Linked DNA regions of Oryzias latipes: region 1 is linked to region 2. A link is a contact called in public Hi-C data. All regions are on one chromosome and are shown on one strand. Each heading gives the region's core, a stretch centred on a gene start, on an enhancer-like site or on the middle of the called end of the contact. The rest is flanking DNA. Distances are from core to core; before and after follow the strand shown. Region 1 holds the start of LOC101169569 (myozenin-1). Region 2 holds the start of LOC101168991 (LIM domain-binding protein 3).

What was found. Hi-C and Micro-C count contacts between places; a contact is called where the count stands out from the background.
Region 1: a contact with region 2 is called in a Hi-C map of embryo, with 2.0 times the contacts expected there. The contact joins the promoter of LOC101169569 here to the promoter of LOC101168991 in region 2. A contact is called at or near these places in 2 of 5 Hi-C or Micro-C datasets (embryo and fibroblasts).

The regions. Positions count from the first base shown.
Region 1 is chr19:12,897,409-12,900,966 of ASM223467v1, reverse strand. LOC101169569 (myozenin-1) reads left to right here and starts at 2,154. Exons shown (of 6, transcript XM_023949182.1): 1 at 2,154-2,286.
Region 2 is chr19:12,682,820-12,686,746 of ASM223467v1, reverse strand. It overlaps LOC101168991 (LIM domain-binding protein 3), which reads left to right and starts at 2,329. Exons shown (of 8, transcript XM_023949286.1): 1 at 2,329-2,652. The coding sequence starts at 2,557. LOC110017210 (a long non-coding RNA gene) reads right to left here. Exons shown (of 3, transcript XR_002292530.1): 1 at 3,495-3,927.

The sequences.
Region 1 (3,558 bases), core at 905-3,404, 210 kb before region 2:
CCTGCACACACAGCATGTTAGAGTCTCAGCCCACCTGATTCAGGTTTTCCCCTGTGGGCAGGCCAAGGATATCTGCACAACAAACAGAACAAGGCCCAGAGTTATCCTCGTCTGCTGTTTGTAATTAAATGTTTTGGGCAAAACTTAGGGAGTTGCAAAAAAGTAATTTTATATGAAGGGTCAAACTAGTAAAAACAAAATTGGAGGGACAGAATTTGGTGGATGAACATGTGTATCAGAGCAAATGACTTAAAAAAAGACAAAGTGGTAAATCACAAAGTAAACAGAGGTTCTGGGCTAGAAAACCTGCCCACTCAAAAAATAATGGCAGGCATTTGTTCTGTGCCCGGGAACGTGCAGTGTTTGCACATCTGTAAATGCTGTTCACAATCAATGATTACATTCTATTCAGTACAGTGAGTTTTGATTGCAAAGCATATGAGTATTGATAATATGTATGCAATCCCAAGATGCATTGTTGCTGCAATTGGTGGTGTCATGGCCCCCTGAAATTAGATTTACCTTTCTTATTAACCAAATTTAGGACAAATTTATATTATATATATATATATTTATATAAAATCTATTAAATAAAAAGATAAATTACGTGAAAACAAAGAAAGAAAAAAATGAGAATAAGAGTACTACTTGCTACAAAGTTGGAGAAAGAAGGAGATTACGAAAGAGTGGAGTTTGGAAACAATCACTAAATATTGCTCAATTCTCATCACTAAATATGATGGCGTTGGAAAAGTGAAATTTCTATTTTAGGTTTGTTTTTAAATAAAGTATTTTTTATTCAATTATACACAGTGTCATCATCTTTAAATTTATTAAAGGTGTTGGTACTTTAATCCCCCAAATCATCACATATTTCATATCTGCAATGTTGTTACACTGTTACATCTCTGGGGATGAGTAGTTGTGGCAATTAATTTGAAATAATATGGTTAAAACGGAATTTTGATCCATGTCATCAATGCTTCTTTACCCACACTGATGGGAAATGATGTGCGACCTAACACTGGCTCCAACCTATAACCACCAGAAACAATGTAATGGAATCAAAAAAGTTCACTTTGCCACTGTAGCACAATTAAAACTTTCTAAACTGTACTAGTTGCTTCTGATCATGTAGGTTTTTATTGCCTCAGAAATACAAATGATTAAGATTAATACAACTAATACGTTTCAGTTTCCTGAAATATTTTTGGAATGCTTGTCGAGACTACTGCTTGGAAAATTACTTCAAAAAGAAATTCAATAACTATCTGAGAATGTTAGCAAGCTTCACGATGAGCACAAAGTGTCCTCACTTCGACTAGAATCTAGTAAATTTACTAGAAACATTTATTTTTAAAATTTAGCAAATTAACGACTTTTTTTCGTAATATAACTTTTTATTGCTTTCCCGTCGTACAATTTCAACTATACCCAATGGTTTTCAATTGATTATTCTCAATTAACTATAAAACCAACAAATATTTTAAAAAAATAAGTAGGAATGTCACATTCAAATATATTAAAAAAAAAAGTATATTTAAAAAAATATTTTTACTGTAATTCACTTCAGATGTATTTCATGACAGAGTCATAAAATAAATAAGTAAATGAACCAAAAAAACAAAACAAGAAAAAGTTGTAAAATCATGACAAAAAAGTCAAAATTGTACATAAATTTGTAGAAATATGAGTAAAAATTTCAATATGTAACGATATTAAAAATATAATTACATAAGTATAAATTGAGAGTTTACGAGGTTAAAGACATGTTTTTGGAAATGTCAACAACAAAATGAATATGAGATTTTGTTCTTGTAAAATGTTGACATGTATTTCCATAATGTGATCACTTTATTCTTGTAAATTTTGGACGTCATTCTAATATTTTTACAACTTTATTCTCATATATTATCTGTTTTTCTTTCATGGTGACCACAATACTCCGTCGTATTGGCTTTTTTTTTTTTTTTTTGAGTTCATTGGGCTCGATTTCTTTCCATTTCTATAACATGGTGCAAAATCTGAATCCAAAACTTCTTTACATTTTAAATTTTGACAACTTTTGTACTCAGAACCCCCGCTTCATTAAATCATCTCAGTGTCCCCTCTTCAGTTCACCCCACCCCTCCAGGCCTGGTCCATAGCACCGGAGCACACCCCGCTGATAAGGTTTCACTCTCTGCAGGCCACAGAAGAGGGCAGGTGCTACAATACCAGCTCTGGGAGTCTAAATTTCTGTTTCTCAGGGACCTGTGTCTTACTTTGGATACTTTGGTCTTTCAGGTAAGAGGCGGAAAAGTGAGGAGGTGTTTCAACACTGATGAAGGGGAAGAAACCTCACAGATTTTGTAATTTCCAGGATTATCTGACACAGACAATTAAGGCCTAAATCTCGATTTCATCTGAATATCTAGGGTCCAAAAAAGTGAAAATTGTTCATTTAAATTAATCTGAGGTGGAGATCATTGTTGAATAGAGCCCCAAGAAACTAAATTGGGTAAATCAGTGATAATAAATTATTCAACAAAAAACTGCTTTATAGACTGTCAAATTCCACTGTGATTTATGATTAAATTGCATACCTATTTGGGATAAATGGCATACTTTTTTTTGAATAATTGCACATTTTGCAGGTAAAACTAATTCAGGTACCCTAGTTGGGGCACGGCGATCCAGTTCTTACCTAACACTAGCCAGAGAGGAATGTGGCCTTCTGCAGTGGAGTTTTTAGTCCGCAGGGATGGATGTATGTGTGTGTGTTTGGGAATGTGCTGACTGATGTCTTCCCTCCTCAGCTGTCCCTTTGAGATTTATCTGGAGCTAAAACAGGCTGGTCGAGGGGGACAGGAGCGCCTCTTCTCTTTAGCGAGGCGGTAACAGGACCCAGCTTTTTGCACACAGCCCCTGTAGCTGCCGTCAGCCGCCTGCATTCACCAGAACCTCCCAAAACACCTGTAATCTCCAGATTATAATCCGTCTGCCGCACATTAATCACAGGAGAAAAGATGGTTGAGTGCAGCTCCACGGACAGTTGGTGTGTATGCACTTGTATGCTTTGCGCTGATGACTATCCCACTCACCAGAGCGACATGGAACATGGGCTCATAAAAATAGCTCACACAGGACTGAATCCCCAGCTAGGAAATGGGCTTCAATTACAACGGATGAAAAGCAATTACATTAACTGCCTCCCTGCGGATGGGCCGTCCTGCTTTTTCTCTTGTGCTGGGACTTACCTCCAGCTTTAGATAATTGCTTTCGACCTGCGCAACTGACAGCGACATACAGCCTGCACCTCTTCTGAGCATTTGGACAGGAAGGACACCAGCTCCAAACGGAAATGTGTTGCCTCAAGGGCATGCAAAGGTTACACACAATGCTTAAAGTAGGCTTAACTTGATTAAGGAACTCCCTGAAGCTCACTCCAATCTGGAGCCAGTGTGCAACTTCATTACCCCCAAATGGGAATGAGCTACAACTTTCTGGATAAGAATGGATAAGAGGCCCACCTAAAATATAATGAGATCCAGCTACAGATAATTCTGAGGATTTCCG
Region 2 (3,927 bases), core at 1,080-3,579:
GGCTCTGTAATCCTGAGTGATTTTTTTCCCTCTTAAATTAAGGTCAAAATCATAGTTACCATGACAACAAACATGAGTACCTTCCAGTTGTTTCAGATTTTTATTATTGAATGTATATGTATGTAAAGAGTTTGATGGGTAAATTCTTCAGAGGAAATATGAATATTATGTATTAATCAACTTTCAGATTTGCTTTATTTAAGTGATTGTTTCATGTTAAATTGGTTTTCTCAGTACACAATGTTTGTGCAGTTTTTAATTTATTTTTCTAAATAAAAGTATGATTAAATCTTCCATTAGCGGTGAAGTTGGTGTGTTTTTGTATTTAGAATTTCATTAGGATGGTTCCAGATTAAATATCTTCCTGTTGTTCAGAAACAAAGTTTCTGTAAATATGATTCAGAAAGCAGGAAATTAAAGAAAAGGGGAAAGAAAATTCACTTCGTTTTTAAATGTTCACAGAGTTAAAATGTTGACCAAAGTTCTGAAGTGGTTTCTACCAGGAAGGTCGCTGCGTTCAGAGGAAAGAGGCTGTGCGTCAAGCATAATAAATACATAAATAAATAGGAAAAAAGGCTCTTTTAATTTTTATGCAACCAACAGCATGAAAATCTCACAAAAATTTCCTGACAGTTTTTAATCTTACATGCGCTCTTAATTTTTAAGGTTGCTTTTGCAAATACATGTTTTGTTTTGTTTTTCTAATCTTTATTACTTTGTAATTTTTTTTGGGACTTTAAACTTTTTAATGGTTGTTCCTACTTACTTCAATTTTCGTAAAGGTAGATGTGTTCTTTAAGTGTTCCAAGTGGTTTTTAATTATGATTATGCCGATTTTATTCAATATTTAGAAAAATTGTTTTTTAGGACATAGTTTCTGCAGAGTGACAGTCATTCATTGGAAATTCTCCTCTGAGTTGTGAGCAGAACTGTTGGCACAGAATAAGTTTGCCTTCATTTCTAATCATTCTTTTGTTTACATTCTCTCCTGTCAGCCTACAGCACCTCACAACACCAACCTAACATTAGCGGTGCAACAGAAACAGTGAGCAATATCGGAGCTGTACAGTTTTGGGCCAGATTCCAGCTCAGACGAGGAAAACAAAGACCTACAGGGATCTTTTTGTCTGCAAGTAGATGAATTAAAATGGAACGGAGCATAGATTTTGTGCTATAATATTATTCAAACTGCATTTTATCATCTGCTCCGGATTCACAATGATTTGAATTAAGAAATAATCTGGAATTCAATGTTAAACATGATTTTCTTTCATCAGAACAATGGCACGATAACATGTTAAAAACACCTTTTTCATTTGAGTGGGTCTTTACCACTTTACCACTATGTTAACACTGAATACAACTTAACAGTCAGGGACAGGTTCTGGCCTTGGTGCTGTTAACAATAACCCAGAAAAGGTCAGTGATCAATGCAAATAAAAGACATGAAGCTGCATAAGCATGCCGAGTAAAATCCAAAGCCTTTTTGGAAATCATGTCTCAAAGAATACAGCAGCAGAAAGTGCAGAAGTTCATGAGCTATTCAAGCTCAAAGAAAGAAAAAAACCATCACACAAACCCCTGGAAGTCTGGAGTGAAAGTAGCTTGACATTTTGAGGGAACATGTTCAGACTCTTGTTGATGGACCGATGGCATTCTACATTTCTGGAAAGGTGAAGTCACTTGACATCTTTGTAACCACCCATCAAACAACATCTGCTATCTGCATTCAATCATCTGTTGGCTGTTAATTGAATTGGAGCTCCAGACACTCAAACAGGATCGACTGTCTCATCAGCCCACTGGATTTGTTTCTGGAGAATCGGTGCTGGGTGATTTGTAATTTCCTGCAGAACAAAACCCTGAGTGGCGGAAAAGAGAATGTCATCGACCCTCAAAAGACTGATTACACATAACAGGGTGCGGGCAGCGTGGACTGACAGTGCTAAGAGGAGGAAAGAGGGAGAAAGAATGTGTTGCAGTAAGAGGGGTCTATATTGGTGACGTGAATCGACAGTGAAGCATTCTGGGGCTTCGTGTTACAAGCCTTATACGGGGGCCTGGGCCCCTATGTCTGTGCTACTCCCAGCTATTCTTAGCCGGTCTGTTGCTTCACCTTAGCAACCCTAAAAGCCAAAATAACAAAAGTCTTCTCAAATTTGTTACAATCTTTAGTAAAAATAAGTTTGAAAGATTATCTTGTGGCTTCTGAGTTTGCAAGCAGCTTTTGAAAACAGCCTAAAGTTTGTTCTGCACGTCATGTGTGCGTCTGCACACGGTGTTCTTGCATGCCTCTGTGTCCATGTGTGTGTCTCATAGGTTCCACTGCACCTGACCCACCCACTGCACCACCACCACCGCCTTAGTGTGTTTGTCCTGAGCGCTGGGAGCAGACAAGGAGACACTGTCGTGAAGTCCGGGCTGACCGAGGGGGGAAGTCACCGCTGAGGCCACTGACTGGGACAAAAGGATAGCAGAACAAGGGCACACAGGACAGGGGGAAGAAGCGCACCGCTGCAAGGAGTTGGAAGCAGGAGTGCTGACATTTGACAGAAGATGAGCACGTACACAGTGACTCTGAATGGCCCTGCTCCATGGGGCTTCAGACTACAGGGAGGAAAAGACTTCAACATGCCACTAACTATCTCCAGGGTAAGGACGTCCCGTGTGGCTTCATATTTGTTGAGAAAGCAACAAACGGTTTATCTGCCATGCACTTAGGTTAAAACATCCTTTCCTGCCTGTTTATTTACTTCAGAAACAAATCTCTTACACTGTGCACGTCTCATGTTCCAGAAACTCTTAAATGTTTCATTGAAAAGTGAAATATTTGGATCTTTTTAGCTTATACTATGCATGTGGAAAACTTTATATAGCTGTAGTGTGTGTGCGTTTGGTATGTGTGTCGTATTTGGCTGTGCAGCAGTTATGTAATGCTGCTGTAGGTGATGATGACAGAGAGGCTTCGATCTAATCTCCAGAAGACTGGCATAGTTAAGCTGGAGGAGAGCCGCTGCTGCACTTTGTAACTTTTAATAAACATTGCTAATTATATACTAGATATGCAATTCCATACAGTTTACTGGTTCATTGAAAATGGGAAACTTTAATTGATATACAAATGTAAATGACTAAAACACTGCAAAGTTTAATCACTAGTACTTTTTTCCAGCTGTTCACCCTCAAGTAAATGTTTCCTCTTTACCACACTTATGTTAAGATCCCAAATTTACATTTAAGTGCATGGATCATCATGTTTGTGGCAAAACTGCTGCTGTATTCACAGCATTTGCTTTAAATAGCATCAGAGAAGAGATACATGGATGGATGCAGGGTGGGGGAAGCGTCGGGAAGCTTATGGCAGCTTGTGTTACCTTTGGTAAGCTTAATTCCTCCCTGTTGGTCAGTTTCCTTTACAACCTCTGGAGCTTTGCCTAGAGATCGGATGGGAGGGAAAAAGGAAATGAGGAAACAGTTGAGGGTGTGATGCTCACCTGCAGTGGCATCCCCCGCCCATCTCCAGCTCTCCAAACACCTGCTGATGTTCGGCCGGCAATCAGGTTGTTAGTTGATGGGTCACTCCGGACCTCTGTTGTTCTTTTTCCCACCCAGAGATCTAATCAGGGAGCACAATGTCATTGCATTGACGCTCGGGTTGTGATGGGAGCCGCCAGGGTCAAATGAACGCCGCTGCGTGATGGGACAGCTCCGGGTGGCATTACAGTTTGACGTTACTCCCCCTCGGTGTGGATTCCTCTCCAGTTCTGCCAAGAACTAAGAAAAGAAAAAGACATGAAGACAGTGGATTCCTGCTAGTCAAACCACAGCCCATAAAATCCATGATACACTACACTGATTAGGATTATAAATAGTGAGCGTATCTAGTGGATTTTTCATATTTAAAGGCATCATGAGGTTATTTGTAAA